2 separate regions of the Mus musculus genome follow, and region 1 is linked to region 2. Evidence: chromatin contacts called from public Hi-C data. All regions are on one chromosome and are shown on one strand. The core of a region is the stretch at or near the end of the contact, and the rest is flanking DNA. Distances in the headings are between cores, read along the strand shown.

What was found. Hi-C and Micro-C count contacts between places; a contact is called where the count stands out from the background.
Region 1: a contact with region 2 is called in a Hi-C map of the N1E-115 cell line, with 4 times the contacts expected there. A contact is called at or near these places in 2 of 484 Hi-C or Micro-C datasets (the N1E-115 cell line and nephron progenitors) and 2 of 130 datasets of targeted methods (embryonic stem cells and extraembryonic endoderm stem cells).

What each region holds. Positions count from the first base shown.
Region 1 is chr15:62,013,033-62,016,921 of GRCm38.p6, forward strand. No RefSeq gene overlaps it. Among named protein-coding and RNA genes, the nearest start is that of Pvt1, 23 kb to the right of the region's middle.
Region 2 is chr15:62,188,738-62,192,485 of GRCm38.p6, forward strand. All of the region lies in intron 2 of Pvt1 (Pvt1 oncogene), which reads left to right. Among named protein-coding and RNA genes, the nearest start is that of Pvt1, 150 kb to the left of the region's middle.

The sequences.
Region 1 (3,889 bases), core at 944-3,443, 180 kb before region 2:
TGTAGTTTTCTCCACTAGAGTGTCACTGGATCTATCAACCACGCTCTAGGATAGGCCCCAAGCCCAGGAGTTGTTGGCCAACACAAAATGAACTCCATGGGTTTTTGTTTCACTTTGTTTTATTTTAGTATTTTCTGTCTTACTGGTTTGTTGTTTTGATTTTTTGTTTGCTTGTTTTGAGAGAGAAAGAGAACATGAAGTTGGGTGAATAGGGAGATGGGGAGGTGCTGGGGGCATTTGCAGGAGGGGCAAATATGATTAAAATACATACAAATACTTTTTGTTTTCCTTTTTTATCTTTTGTTTGTTGTTTTCTGAGACAGGGTTTCTCTGTGTAGCCCTGGCTCTCCTGGAATTAGCTATATAGACCAGGCTGGCCTGGAGCTCAGAGATGTGCCTGCATCGAGTGCTGGCATTAAAGTTGTGTCCCACCACTGACTTGTGAAAGGATTTTTAAGTTAAAAAAAAAAAAATCAAAAAAAAGGTAAGCCTGCTTTTGCTTTGGGTTGAACTGAAAGCGACCAATGGACTCAGCCAATCCCTCCACCAAGGCTGATGACAACCAGAATTCAATCCCCAGGACCCACAGTGTGGGAGGTAAGAAATTTCCCATGAAGGTTCCTCTCAACATGCACACAATAAGCACATAACTAGAAATATTAAAATTTGTGTCACCGGGCGTGGTGACGCACGCCTTTAATCCTAGCACTTAGGAGGCAGAGGCAGGCAGATTTCTGAGGCCAGCCTGGTCTATAGAGTGAGTTCCAGGACAGCCAGGGCTACGCAGAGAAACCCTTTCTCAGGGAGAAAAAAAAAAAAAAAAGAAAGAAAGACTGAAAGAGGCCTGTGAGTTCTAAGCCAGCACTGGAAATACAATGAGATTGTGTTTCAAAAACTTAATAACAATGGCTGGAGCATGGTCTCAGGGATTTGAAGCAATTGTTGCTCTTCGAAAGGACCCAATTGGATTCTCAGCATTCATCTAACAGATACAACTATGTGTAGCTCCAATTTTAGGGATCTAGGATCTTCTTCTAAACTTTGTGAGTACCAGACACACATATAGTGCACATACAAGCATTCAGGCAAAACACTCATAAACTCAAAATAGTAAAATAAATAAATATTTATTAAAGATTAAAAAAATTAAGGATGATGACTAGAGAGAATGATGATACAGTTGAGTGACACCAACATCCTGGAGCCTCAGGTTTCATAAAACCACTCAGTGACTCCAAGCCACTTCTGGTCCATTTTCTAGTGTTTAGCCTAAAGCCCAGGATCCCTTGACTATGTTTATTTAAATGGGATGAGGAAGGCACCGTGGAGAGGCAAGAATGAGATAGAGCTAGTGTTCTAATATGCTTTCCAAACTATATTTATTGCCAGGAAGGTGCGGATATGTACACATTCACTACTGCAAACACAAGCTACAGGCTGGTACAAGTAAAGAATATTATGAGAAAAGCCCACACCGAGAGAACAAATATATGTGTTTTCATGAAAGCATATCCTTTTTTCTTTTTCTTTTTCTTTTTCTTTTTGTTTTTCTTTTTCCTTTTTCTTTTTCCTTTTTCTTTTTCTCCAGTGATAGGAAATAAGCCTGAATAGAAGCTAGCACTGTAATCAGAGCAGTTGTGAGCACAGAGGCAAGAAGACCACTAAAAGTTAGAAGCCACCCTACTTTACATAGTGAGTTCCAGGTCAGTCAAGGCTATCAATACTACCCTGGACTTAAAAAAAAAAAAAAAAGTAAAGCCCAAATGGATATATTGGCTGTCTGCCTTTCTGGAGCCAGGGATTTTAGTTGATGTCAAGATTCACTGATCTAATTAGTCTTTCTGACCACAGCATCCATTACTCCCCCGGCTGCTACAAATGCTTGCTGCCTCCATCTCTGAGCTCCTTCTTCCAGGGTAATTGATCTCTCCCAGAGTAGCCCACATCTAAGAGTGACAAGGCTCAGCCTGCCAGCCTCAGCTGAGCTTCTCTGAATAGCCATCTTAATTGCAGAGTTCCCGGTGACATCAGCTACAGCCTGTTTTCCTTGATTCCCAAGGTTCTGCCTAATAAACCTCCTACAGGTGACCCTGCATCTGTTTCCGAGGAACCCGAAGGCAGCAAGAACACTCTGGGGGAAGGTTGCCCAGTCGGCTTATAGCCTGAATTGCACAGGTACCTTTGTTCTTGTTGTGAGATAGGCCAGCCTTGAACTCAGGACCCTTCGGCCTTCACCATTTGAGCACTGAGATTAAAGGGGTGTGCCACATATCCTTCCCCTTCTTTGTTAACCAAAAGGATGCCTTTGCGAATAATTTGTGATAATTGCAGCCATCAATGTGTTTGGGAAGACATTTGATATTAGAACCTCCTGAACAGATGTGTAGTTATAGATACATACTCTTTAAAACTTCATCCCTCCTTACTGCCTCCACCCACATCCTCTGAACCATGCAAAAATGACTGTGTCACCACCACCATTTTTTTTTTTAACTTCTGGCATCCCATTCATCCAGCAGCTGAGTTATCCTTTTAGAGGCCACCCACCATAGCTCACTTACAATTACTCAATGGCCTGCATCTTAAACAATATTGCTAGCATCTCCTGTCTCTGACCACACTCTGGGAGGCTTAAACAATGTAAAGATGTTATCGGGTTTTTTGTTTGTTTGTTTGTTTGTTTGTTTGTTTTGATTTTTTGAGACAGGGTTTCTCTGTGTAGCCCTGGCTGTCCTGAAACTCACTCTGTAGATCAGGCTGGCCTCGAACTCAGAAATCCACCTGCCTCTGCCTCCCAAGTGTTAGGATTAAAGGCGTGTGCCACCACGCCCGGCTTTCGTTTTGTTTTTTTTTTTTTTGTTTTTTTTTTGGTTTTTTTTTTTTTTTTGGTTTTTTGGTTCTTTTGAGACAGGGTTTCTCTGTGTAGCCCTGGCTGTCCTGGAACTCACTCTGTAGACCAGGCTGGCCTCGAACTCAGAAATCCGCCTGCCTCTGCCTCCCTAGTGCTGGGATTAAAGGCGTGCACCACCACCGCCCGGCTTCGTTTTGTTTTTTAAAGATTTATTTATAATATATACGCACACTGAAGTTGTCTTCAGACACACCAGAAAAGGGCATCAGATCTCAACCATGTGGTTGCTGGGAATAGAACTCAGGATCTCTGCACGAGCAGTCAGTGATCTTAACCCGTGAGCCATCTCTCCAGCTCCCAAGATGTTACAGTTTTGAAGGCTAGAAGTCCAGGGTGAAGGGGTTGGCCCAGCCCCATCTTTCTAAGTCCATGGACTTCCATCCTTTTTTTCTTAGCTCCTGATGTCTTTGGCATGCCATGATTGATTGATGCACTACCCTGGTCTCCACCCTTATGTTCAAACAGCATTCTTTACAAAGTATTTTAGCACTAATTATGAGTATCTGTGTGTGGGTATGTTTGTATAAGATGAGTATAGTGGCAATGGAGGCAGAGGAGGGAGTTATAGTTGTGAGAGCATCCAGACTTGGGTTCTGGATGTTGAACTAGGCTCTTTACAAGAACAATAATGCTTGCTTTCTCTTCAGCACCAGCATTCAATGACATTCTTACTGTTTCTCACTGGTCTTCACCTAGGCCTTCTCTGTGACTGAGCAGTTTCACTGTTTTATGAGGACACCAATCACTTCAGAGTAGGGCCCACCTTATACCACTATGACCTCAGCTCAAATAATTATTCTTGCAGTGACTCTATTTCCAAATAAGGTCACATTCCCAGGTACTGAGGGTGAGGACTTCAATATACCAATGGGGTGGGGTGGGCATGATTCAGCCCAGTAAATCCTCATCTCTGCTTTATTTTCTCCACAGCAGTTGCTACCTTCTAATATACGGAAGGTCTCTTTTGCTTACGAAAAT
Region 2 (3,748 bases), core at 489-2,988:
TTAAGAACTCAGTTGCTATTAAATGGACCTCTCCCTGGAGCTCTGTGATTTTTCAAAACTTATTTTTGAGAAAACAGCTGTACAGCATGAGGCCTTGGGAAGCACACTACAAAATCTCCAAACATTTGGTAAATCCAGTGGCAGGGCCGATCTAAACGTACGCTTATGTGGATGGGAAGCATGCAGATCTAAAGGTTATTGGGCAAACTACCATCCAGTACTATGGTTTCTGTCATCAGACCTTGAAGTGACCAAAGGCAGAGGGGCGATCTTTATCATGTTGAAGACGGCATGCCATTTCTCTTTGAATTCAAATATGTGTGTGTTATCCTGGTGAGCATGCTCCAACTCAGTCTTTCTAACTTACAAGGTTTTGACAGTCAAAGTAGACTCTGGCAAGAACCCTAGTATAATAAGACATGATTTTAGAAAAATCATCACTATTTCCAAGGCTGGGCAGCAAGGATTTCTTTTGACTGCTGGATAGATTGACAGGAATTCAAAAAGAGACTGTAGTTCCACTAAGCTAATGTTCTAAGCACACGTGGAAGCAGGGGAGATGTCATTGGACTTACTGTTGACCCAGCTTCCCAGTTTGTGACTACTGTATGCCTTGTATGTCCTGGCTCAAATTGGTGTATCCATGGCAGGGACTTGAGTTGATTATTTTTACCCCGCAGACAGGGTAGTGCTGACCTCGAACTCTCAATCCTTTTCCCCAAGTGTCTGGATTACAAATGTTTGTCTACACACCCAAACAAATTTTAATGATACAAGAATTATCCCCGTGGCCATTGGAGTCCATTGTTAGGACGCTGTTCCTCCAATGTATCGCCACATATCAACTCTCTATGATATGAACCAGGAGGGCTGTTCAAATTGCATCTCTTCTCAGTTAATGCCGGGCTGGTCTGCACTGTATCCCTCCCAAGACTTGTAGCCAGATAGGACTGCAAGGCGGCAGCGGGTTTGTTCATTCGGTTTCTGTTTTACAAACTGAAGTTGACAACATCCCCGGCACTTGCGTGGTGAGTCATCTGATAAAGGTCGCCTTGGTCGCTGGTTACCTTCTCTACTCAAGAATAGAGTCACAGGTGGCTTTGATGGCTAGTTTCCAGAACCATTGATGGCTCTTCTTAATTAACGTGCAAGTGGGCCTCCTCTGACATTTAGAGAGTCAGTGGTTACCTTTCAGAAAGTACTACTGGGTTTCCTCTGGGCCAGGCGCCTTGCCTTCCACCTGTGGTTTTACAAGGTATTACCATGGACTGTTCTGAGCCACGCACTGCACCTAGGCCAGAGAGGTGTGAGGGAAGCCGGGCTACAGCCACACTGCCTTTCATTAGCTCACTGGCTCTCATGTCCAAAGTAGAAACAAGGTCCAGCTCTGAGAGGGTTTTGTCTGCCATGCTGACTCTAGAAACGTGCTCAAAAGAGAGATAGACCACTTCTTTGTCCCCCTTTCTACCCTGCTTTGTTACGAAATGCAGATAATCATTGCCCTTTAAGTACAAGATTGTTCTTAACATTATCCCTGGCTTACACATTGCTGGCACATACTGAGGTTTCCATAATTACCTATGCACCTAAGCATTCAAGTGCGTTGCCTTGGAGTTAGGATTTCTTTCTTTCTTGCTTGCTTTTTTTTCCCCCCATTCTGTTTTACTGGTATGACTCATTCACTCATTTGACTCCATTCAGTAAATGAATACATCCTGAGACTCTGTTAAACACTAGAGTCCTTCCAATGAGCAGCCCTGTTTACCCTTTCAGACTTCTGGGAAATGTGGAGGCGATGATCAGTGGAGAGCCAGCTGGTCCTGAAACCTTCAGGAAAGCATCTGGGCCTGAAAGCAATATTACATTGTATTCGTAAGGTGAAAAGCGCTATCTTTTCCACCCATGCCTCCCAAGGCTGAGTGTACTACCATCTAAACCAACAGGCTTCATATACAGAATGTGACTAGGTTTTCTCTAGGAGGTTGTCTTCTTTAAGCAACATATTAAAGCTCTTGAACAAGAGCCAGACACGTGGTACACACCTGTAATCCCAGCACTTGGGAGGCAGAGGCACTCAGAGCTCTGAGCTTGAGGCCAGTCTGGTCTAAAGAGAGAATTCTAGGACAGCCAGGGCTACATGGTGAGACTCTATTTAGAAGAAGAAAAATGTTCTTTATCAAGTTCACATTTTAGAATCTTTCTGATTGGTGCTGAATACTGACCCCCCTCCACCTGATTTAGAATTGCCCAAGAAGTTCATTATTTTGTGATATCCTCAGACTCTCATTAGTGCTAGAAGATGACTAATTTGAAGTGGGGAAGTGTTTTCTGAAGTGTCCCTCTCTGCAACTCTGCCCTTAATGTCAAATCAAGCAGTTATTTCTGATAAGTTCTTTAGCTTCTCTGAAGCAGCCCAGCTATGGCTGGTTGTGGGTGGCGCTGATAATGACTGAACAGACAACACAAATGAGGTGGGGTTGGCCTTTTCAGCCATTTTACAGGAATGAGGGGGTTGGGTAGTGGCTCCATTAGTAAAACGCTTGCTTTACTGTGTAAGCAACTAAGGGCTGGGAGGTGGAACTCTTAAAGGCTTGCTGGCCAGCCAGTTTAATCAAACCAATGAACTCTAGATTCAATGAGAGACTCTATCGTAATAAGTAAGACAGAAAGAAATTGAGAAACCACCCGATAGTAACCTGGGGCCTCCCCAAACACAGGAGCACATGTCATACACACACATGAACACATACACCGCAAACTGAAAAAAGGATCCATTTTTCTTTAATACTCAATGCAATAAGAAAGCTTTGAGAATGTTTAGAGATTTCTATGACCACTGAAAATATAGTTCTAGAAAGACAGAGATGACCAAGAGAGACAGGAACCTGGGCAGTACAGCTGCTATTTGAATGCTTTGTTCTTCTCAGGGTATTTTGCCCTGAATGTTCTTTCTGGATTTTGAGCACTTGAGCTCTTGGCATGCCAGCAGTTGGGCCTTCTGGAAAGATCATAGACTCTGAAAACTGTCTAAGAATCTGATAGCCATCAATACATTTCCAGCAACATTCCCTTGTTATAATTAATTGACCATGTGAGTTTCAGTCTTCAAATCCAATGAAGAAAGGGAAGAGTGGAGTGTTTAGTTAGAATGACTGTAGATGCTATAACAAGCAAACCTTAATATTTAACTTAAAATAGCCTCTTTTTTTACATAATAGCCCAGACAGGGTGTAGCTAGTGAGTAGATGGCTGCTTTTCATGAAGCAATTTGGAAGCCATACCTCTTTCTATCACCATCTCGCTATCCCAAGGACCAAATGGCTAGTAGAAGAGGGCTACCCAGTTACTTTCAGAAAACTTCTAAAAGACTAATATATTAAGAAGCACAGATTTAAGGGTGTGTCACACAGTGCATAAATACACATAAACACAGTATAATGTGTCAATCTGGGAAATACTTCTATCTCTAAAATCATGTATTATTTCTTTTTAATTTTCCATTTATTTTGTGTGTTATGTGCATGTGTTTGTATGCATGTGTGTATGCCACTAGGCATGTGGGTATCCAAGTCAGGTTGTCAGGCTTGGTGGCATCTTTACTCAATGAGCTATCTCAATGATCTCATTTATCATTTTATTATGGAATAAGCATTCAAAATATTTTTCTAGCATTTGGAAATACACAGCATAATGTTACTATTATTGCTGTTTTATTGTTATTATCTGTACTATACCATGGCAAAGAGAA